2 separate regions of the Mus musculus genome follow, and region 2 is linked to region 1. A link is a contact called in public Hi-C data. All regions are on one chromosome and are shown on one strand. Each heading gives the region's core, a stretch centred on a gene start, on an enhancer-like site or on the middle of the called end of the contact. The rest is flanking DNA. Distances are from core to core; before and after follow the strand shown.

The links. Hi-C and Micro-C count contacts between places; a contact is called where the count stands out from the background.
Region 2: a Hi-C map of cerebellum shows a contact between it and region 1, with 1.6 times the contacts expected there. The contact joins two enhancer-like sites. A contact is called at or near these places in 2 of 484 Hi-C or Micro-C datasets (cerebellum and cerebral cortex) and 2 of 115 datasets of contacts at active chromatin or transcription factors (craniofacial prominence and forebrain).

The regions. Positions count from the first base shown.
Region 1 is chr5:35,144,786-35,148,805 of GRCm38.p6, reverse strand. No RefSeq gene overlaps it. Among named protein-coding and RNA genes, the nearest start is that of Gm31601, 15 kb to the left of the region's middle. Within about 2 kb of position 1,800, at least 25 of the 459 cell types and tissues checked have an H3K27ac peak or open chromatin away from gene starts, as enhancers often do. A contact at or near this core is called in cerebellum, where this site is marked.
Region 2 is chr5:35,303,228-35,307,873 of GRCm38.p6, reverse strand. No RefSeq gene overlaps it. Among named protein-coding and RNA genes, the nearest start is that of Gm31656, 9.4 kb to the left of the region's middle. Within about 2 kb of position 2,238, at least 10 of the 459 cell types and tissues checked have an H3K27ac peak or open chromatin away from gene starts, as enhancers often do. A contact at or near this core is called in cerebellum, where this site is marked.

The sequences.
Region 1 (4,020 bases), core at 551-3,050:
TCCATCTCTCTAACCTACACTCTGACCTGCCTGCCTCTTCAGCCCCTGGGTCTGGTGCCTGAAGCATTCCCATGGGAAATGCCTCAACTGAAAAGAAGGTTCAGTGACTCCCATTCTCTTCCTGGCCCTCACACCCGACAGACTTTCCAACCTTGGCCATGCCCCTCCTCTGTCACACCCAACCCTTGGTGCAGTAACACAGTGCAAAGAGGGCTCTGCAGAGCAGCTCTAGACTTGGCTCTGGTCTGGAAAGGTCATCAAGAGACCTGCCACACTCACCTAAGAGCCAACACAACTCAGCAAGCTCAATATGGACTCCTTCCAGACCCATATAGGGTCATTCCTGGTAGTGGAATTCAAAAAATAAGGATTGGCGGTTGGATAGGGATCGGTATGAGGGAGGATGAAATATGTAAATGGTGGGGTATAGACAGATGGATGGATGAATAGTGATGGGATAGATGGCGAGTGGCTAGGAGTAGACAGATTGAATGATGAGTGAACAGTGAATGGGAGGATAGACGGACAGGAGGGGGGTGGGAGGCAGAATAGACCATGCATAAGTGATAAATGGCTCATGTGTAAGGACACACTTGGCAATGTGCCCATCAAACGTCCAGACTGAAGCTGAGATCCATCTGCCCATGTTATCTGTTTGGTCAATGAATGGGGCCAAATCCAGGCAGCTCTGAAGGGCTGGCTGGCTGTCAGAACCCCTCCTGAGGGAGAGTTGAGGGCTAAAGGAGTCCGGATGAATGGCTGAATTTCAACTGCTCGTGTGTTTCTGTGTTTCCACATGGGTGTGTGTGAATGTGTGAGTGTGTGCTGGTGTGTCTTCATGTGCACATGAGCATATCTGTGTGTCTTGCCCATGTGTGTGGCTATATCTGCAAGGGTGTGTGTGTGTGTGTGTGTGTGTGTGTGTGTGTGTGTGTGTGTGTGTGGTAAACCTGTGCCAGGATGTCTCTGTGGGAGTTTGTGCATCTTGGTGAATCTCTGTGTCTGCATATGTCTGTCTGTCTGTCTGTCTGTCTGTGTCTATTTGTGTTGGTGTGATCTTCACACCCTGTAGCTGAGATAGCTGCTGTGTTTCTTGCTGGCTCCTGCCAGTGCTCAGTGATGATAAATGTTTGACAATTGGCTCTCAGAGCAAGGGCTGAGGATCCCTGTGCCTTCTGTCTGCTGATTTCCATGAAGCAACATCCCCCACCCTCCACTGACCTGTCTTCACTCCACCCAGCAGGCAGTGCTGCTGGGCAGAGCAGGTCCCACCTGGCTCCAGAATACTCTGGCCTGGGTTTGGCTCCCCTGTTCGACAAGCCTCAGTCCCCCCCCTTGCTCACCCCATTCTCCATTGGCTCTCTGCCCAAACAGATCCTCCTGTAGCCTCCAGTCTGTCCTAACTGTGCAGTCAAACCCAGTCTAGACAGTTCTTCCCAGCCTGTCTGATGTAGTAGGCTGCAGAGCCCTGGGTAAGTGCCCACAGGCAGGGCACAGCTCATTGGACACACCAGCGGTTCTCAGAGGCCTGCACATGCTGGCTGCAGCCCTGGAGGAGAGTGTCACCTTGGCCATTTCACACTGTCTCCAGAAGCCCTCCCTTCTGCCCCACCTCTTATCAGACAGCAGCACTTCCCATGAAGCTCATGCAGGAAGCAGGATCCTGAGATGGTGCCTCCATTCATTCATCTAAAACCCCAAGTCTTTTTCTCCCCTCCCCCCCATCACACAGGCTGTGCTAGATGCAGAAACAGCTAAACAGTGGCATACAGGCACACAGAAAGACAGCCTTGGCTCAGGCCAGCCCACCCACATGGGAACAGGGACATTGGTCCCTCTGTTCCTTGACCACACAGATCAGAAGCATGCCCACTCTCAGCAGGGAAGCAGGAGGACCAGATACAAATGGAGGAGGACCCTCTCCCGCTTCTCACCATCTGCACTCCGTTGGCTGCCAGATCAGCTGCCTTAGCCTACCTAGGTGAACTAGGTCCTGTCCTCCCTCTCCACCCACCTTCAGTAGTCACCTTTTCCAATGGGGTGGCCTTATGTGCTTTCCCATAGCCCCCCATGGCTCCCCAGGCCCAGAAACTTAAAACTTCTCTCCTGGGCACAGGCTGACTCTGCCTTCCCTGCCCAGGCTCTGGAAACCTTGGCTTTGCATTCTTAGGTCTCCTTACTCCTTATTCATTCACTCATTCCTTAACTCTTTAATTTACTCACTCATTCCTTCACTCATTCACTTATTCCTTCACTTACTTGCTCATTCATTCATTCACTCACTCATTTCTTAATTCACTCATTCCTTCACTCACTCCCTCACTCACTTGCTCACTCATTCACTCATTCCTTAATTCACTCATTCCTTTACTCTCTCACTCATTCACTCATTCCTTCACTCACTCACTTACTTGCTCATTCATTCATTCATTCACTCACTCATTCACTCATTCCTTAATTCACTCATTCCTTTACTCTCTCACTCATTCACTCATTCATTCCTTCACTCACTCATTTCCTCACTCACTCATCCCTTGCTCACTCATTCCTTCACTTACCCACTCATTCACTCATTCATTCCTTCACTCACTCATTCATTCATTCCATCACTCACTCACTCTCTCATTTATTCAGCCCTGCCTCATTCTCTCAATCCCTTACTTACTTGCTTGTGTCTCAGGATCCTGGCTTCTTTCTCTGTCCTTTACTAGCCTGGACCCTGGAGGCATAGAGAACATGGGAGCATGGAAGACATTGGTCATGTGTTTTGAAAGCATCTCTGTTCTGTGGGTGGGGCTGGGGCACCTCTGCAGCACCTGTAGGCTCCATCCCTTCTGGGTCTCTGAGCACAGAGGATTCCTGTCTCATTATCTCATGTTAAGCAAACGCAGAGTGCCTGTGTCATTCAGATGCACACACCCCAGTAGGGGATCTGGACTCAGGAGGTAGGAATGGAGACAATTAGTATTTTATCTACATCCTGGCTGGTCTGAAGCTGAGCTTCTGGTGTCCCCAGGGAACACTGAAACTGACCCTTGGTGGATAGAGGTGAAGATCAAGCAGTAGCCTGCCTCCCCCACCCAGGGCCCCCAATAGAGCCCCTCAGAGTGTGAGTGTGACAGAGCATTGTCAGCTGGGATCATGCTGCCAGCAGGGTGACTGTGGACATTCAGTGAGTTCCTGGTGCAAGTCCTCTGGTCACCTTCTGTGGGACAAGACAAGAAGGGTTTTCTGGGACCCAAGGCCTAAGGTAAGGCTATGGGGGCCAGGGACCAGACTTAGGAGCTTCTGGGAGGCTGGGAAGACCTTTATCTTAAGGTCATGGCTAAGGAGGGGTAGACAGGGAGGGGCCTGTTACCTCCACTGCTCTCCCAGAAGAGCTCTGGGTTCTGGCATGTGCAGCTACCCTAGCAGGCCACCATAATGAAACAGTTGGCTCTGGGGCCCCTATTCTTCATTGTCCTTGGTGAGTGGTCACATGTCCCTTGTCCTTATAGGGCCTGGACCATGAGGGGTTTGGAGGCCACATCGTAGGAGACTATAGGCTTCTCTCAATGAATGAATTCTGAAGACCCAGCTGTGAGTCTAAGGATAGAAGTGACCAGCTGCAGCCAGGAGGTCAAGGAGCTCGGTCACCACTCTAGACATACCTTGTCACAGAACTCCTGCTGAATAGCACTCTGCAGGGAAGGCTCCCTCTGGCCTCAGTTTCTGGCCTGCCTGGTGTCTAGAACCCTCTTGGTGAGATAAACTTAACTGCGGCCCACTTGGCCACCTTTGCTTTCCTGTTGGGTGGAGGCCAGGTCACCTGGCCCCTTCCCACGTTCAATTGTCCTCACTGTGAGGCTGGCTCAGTCCCTGCCTGAGATCTAGTCTAACCAGACCCTGCCTTCAGGCATCTATCAAGGGTCTGCCAGGCTCTGCTGGACCCAACTGTGCCTGTCTGACTGTCACTTGGATTCAGTGGTTGGCAAATATCTGGTGCAAAGGGACAAGCAGGCTGGCTAGATGCTATCACCA
Region 2 (4,646 bases), core at 989-3,488, 160 kb before region 1:
AAGGTCCAAAGTTCAAATCCCAGCAACCACATGGTGGCTCACAACCACCCGTAATGAGATCTGATGCCCTCTTCTGGAGTGTCTGAAGACAGCTACAGTGTACTTACATATAATAAATAAATAAATCTTTAAAAAAAAAAAAAGTCAGAACTGTAAGACACGGGAATCTACTAAAATTTTTTTGCCTGAGCATATCAAAACATTTCAATTGCCCTGGCAGGATGACTGTCACCTGAGGTCTTCCTCAGCTCTACTCTCAAAAACACCCATTCTGGCCTTAGCAGGATCAACTGTAAGTGTGGTATAGGTGTTTCCAACATGTCTTTGGTACTGTGTGTCTCCCTGTCCCCTGTGTTAACACTGTTCCCACCTCCCAGGGCCATCATCTTCTGTGTGGAGCAGGCCAGGCACTTTGCTTTGTAGACAGACATGGGACTCTTCCTCTGTAGAACCCCAGACAGGGTTCCTCTCAGGACGAAAGTATCTCAAATGGATGAATGAATAAATGAATGAATGCTCTAATGTCTCGCATGGGACCCCCTTTGCTATCAGGCCACTTGAGTGGAAGCCACCGAGTTTCATTGGGAAAAAGTCACTTTGCCCCATCCGGACTCTTCTCACCCTAATAACAGATGGGACCAGGTGTTTACACACCTTGTCTCTGTTGTCCATTGAGGTATGTCCCTTGTGCATCTCACTTCCTATGACTATGAGACCCTTAGGCATGGGTGTGACATCTACCCTGACTCCTGAGCCAACCAAAGGACACATAAGCAGATGCTCATCCATAAAACATACAATAGGTGTTCAGTCCCAGTGCACACAGTAGGTGCTCAACCACAGGGTATATAAAAGGTGTTCAGCCCAAGGACACACACTGGGTGCTCAACTACAGGACACGCTGGGTGCTTGGCCACAAAGCACATAAGAAATGCTTTGTCACAGAATCTAGAGTGAGTACTCAGCCACAGGGCACACAGTAGGTGTTTGGTTACAGGGCACATAGTAGGTGTTTTCCCACAGAACACACATAATATTTGCTTGGCTATGGGCCTCCCAATAGGTGCTCACTTCCAAGGCACACAGTATGTGCTCAGCAGCTGGTAGCTTCAGTGGAAATAAGTAGAAGGATCTCAATGTCCCTTCAAATCCACAAAGTTCTCTGTGGTTGCCATCAACACTGACGCACATTCTGAGAGCAGAGAAGGAGTCGGGGTCAGGGAGGTAAAAGAGCTTGCCCTCAGGTTTGATTAGCTCACACTCTGCACAGTGGTCTTAATCACATTAATATCATTTCCCATCTGCATAATTGAGAATCACTGCAATGCTCTGGCCCCTATGAGTAGCCACAGCTGCCTGTACCTCAGGGTAGTGTATGTAAAACAGGCAGCCCAGGGTTCAGTCCCTGCTGGGATGGCTCCCTGGGGCCGTATCATGGTCCCTTCTGCCATGGTGTCTGCATCAGAAAGGTGGGGGCCTGGTGAATGAAGGGCCTGGGATGGAGGAGGTCCCATGACTGTGAGCAAAGCTGTCCCCAGAACACGGACATCACCCCACTGCAGCAGCTAATGACAGACATTCTTTCATCTCCACCTCAGCTTCTTCCTTTCAGAGTCTTGCCCTTGCCAGAAGGTTCTAAGTGCCCGGAGAACGCTGGGGACAGGCCTGGCTCCCAGGATCCAGGGAGCCCATCTCCCCCATCTCCTTCCTTTCCTCGGCCCCTAAGACTTAACCATTCCTGGCCAACTCCTTCCACTACCAAGGTTATGGCTTAGCATTTCCCTCTGTCTGATGGAGACTGTCCCACTTGAGAACCAAAAGAGCAACTCAAGAGTCTGTGTCTGAGCATGACAGGCGATAAGAGGAGGAGAGACCATGGCAGGCTACCTGAAAAAGGCTGCTTGTCGGGCAGTATTGACAATGGAGAAGATAGCAGTAACCAGCTGTCCAGCTTCACATGCAGGCCCATAGCCTTCTAACCTCTGACTGACATTTTGGAAGCTGTGGGCCAAAAATGTTGTGGGAATTTTACAAAGCCACTCACCCAGTGGTCATCTCAGAGCTCACACCCAAGCCTGGGTGACCACATCAGAAGACTTCCTAATTTCTGCTAGGCCTTCACCAGGCTTGGGAGGAAAAACAGATTTGCCTACAAGCCAGAGAGCTGGGCAGCTCGAGTCCCTGGCATCGATCTGGCCTGCAACAGCTGCATATGAAATGGACGCATAATTTATAATCGGCCTGACAGAGGCCGTCATCCAAGCCCCCTACAGCAGGAGGGCAAGCAGGCAGGAATCCAGGATCCTCTCCACGCAGGAGCCGAAATCCAATTTCCATCCTGTCCTTGGGACTAAAAGCTTCTGCCAACAGCCACACTGAGTTCACAGATCCAATTAGCCACTGCCTGAATGACTCGCTGGGCACATGGAGCTGGCTGGACTTCCGACTCCAGCAGCCCCAGGTTGTGTCTTAGGGTTTGGCCTGCCCTGCTGTACCCCAATGGTCCCACTCTGCATCTAAGCCTCCAGGGCGAGCCTCCTGCCTCGTCATCATCACTGTCTTCTCCTTTATCTGTAAAAGAGCAGTTCTTCCAGCTGCCCAGCCTTCCACCACATCCAACCCTCATCCCTGCCCTCCCTTTTCATAGAATTAGAGCAATTCACCCTGTGGTCTCTTCTCTTGTCTGACACGTTGGCCTCTGGGACTCAATCCATGTTTTTGGCTGCTAGGCTCCAGCGTCCACATCCTTACCCTGCGTGCACTGGTCAGGACTGCTTCCCCTGCTACCCTGCAGCTGGCAGCAGAGCCGCTCATTGGAACATCCTTGAAGGGTGTGAGGTTCTTGGCTCTTGCTGCTTCATCTCTGATACCTTAAGCCCCATCTCAGGGCTTTAAGGATGCAGGACCCACTCTGCCCCAGCAATCTCTTGAAAACTCTGAAGTACATTAGCATATGAAAGCTCTCCAAGGCCCATCAATTAAATGCAAGCTATATAATTTGGTTTCATCTGAAATTTTCCAGATTATCAAATGCAGTTGCATTGTTGGCCATGTTGAAGAACATTGTATGCAAGTCCAGACTGGCATGTTCTTTTGCTGTCTCAGAGCCAGGGTGATCCACAGAGTATACTGAGCATCTATCTTAACAGCAAGTGGCATAGCAAACACTCTCATGGTGCACACACATATCTACTGCCAGGACTAATGGCAGTGCTTTGTGTCTAAGAAGTGTTGATCTTCAGAGCCACTCTGTGGCAGTTGTCACAGTCCTCGTCCAGTTGAGAAAACAGAGGTGCAGGTTGCTATGTAGCACACAAAGCTGGGTGTATCTGTCGGCTGTGGCTAAGTCACAAACATCCCCTAAGCAATCCAGTACAGCTTCTACCTGAGACACTTGTGTGCATCTCCACTCCAGCTCCTAGACTGGCCAGGCAGCTGCTGTGCAAGCTGTTGCTAGGATTGAGCAGTTCAGGGCATTTGCCAAGTGAGACTCATCACACCACCCACCTTTCACTGGTGAGTCTGCCAGCTCTGCTCCCAAGTTCACCAACTGGACCATTCTCTTTGACCGGTAAGACAAGCAACCATGCAGAATGCTGGTCATTCAACTGCAGCGCCAGCTGTTGTCCTCATGTGCTCATTAAGTTGACCCTCTTCATTCAGGGAAACTTGAATGTCCATCCAGAATGGCCAGCCTGGGCCACACCTTTGTGGGAGGTGTCCTGGGCCCCTCACAATTCCCTCACAGAGCTCCGCATAGAGTCCCCTCGTTTCTGTCAGTTACAGTGCTTCCTATGTGACTGTGAGCACTGTATCAGTCACAGAGTGCTCCCTGCCCTCTCAGCAGAAGGGACCTCTCTCTACCCTGCACTCCCATGCATCTCATTTACCCACCCCTCTCAACTTCTCCACAGATGAGGACTAAGGTCTGTCCAGATCCCCTGACTTTCTGCTATGTATAAGTACTTCCTGGGTACTCAGCACTGCTCCACATAAGAAACACTGGCAAATGATAGATCCCACGGCATAGTTGGAAATACACTGCCCACGATAACCTGTGGCAGTCAGTGTCATAGATGAGGACAGTGGCCAGGACTGGGGCTGAAAGGTGGCAGGAGCAGTGACCGTTTGTCTTAGGATCAGCAGTCATGGGGGGACTTCAACCTTGCCTTGTTCCAGGTCCTGGGGACAGAATCTTCCATTCTGCCATGAGCTGTGGCACCAGCCACAAGCATTTCCTAAGTACCTGTCACTGGGCTGAGGAAGTCGCTGGCTCCTGATTTGCTGAGAGGTTTGGTTTGTTTATTTGTTTTCCCAGATATAGGAAGTCCAGGGCTCTTTCTGCATCTTGGGAGATGGTGTGGTTTTTGTAATGTTGTCTGACTATGTGGTGTCTGGCACTGGTTGATTTTGGAGGTTAAGCTGACCTTGCATTCTGGTGATAAACTCTTTGCTATGCTGTATTTAAATATTGGTGGATTTGACTTACTGGCGTTCTCTCATACTTAGATTAATGGCAGGTACTGGCCTCTGCTTGTGTTTTCTCACGCTGCCTTTGTAGAGAGCCCGATTCCCAAGCTCTCCTTTTATGAGATGCCAGTCTGGTAGGACAGGTGCTCATTTTTGTTTATCATCCAAACACGGGT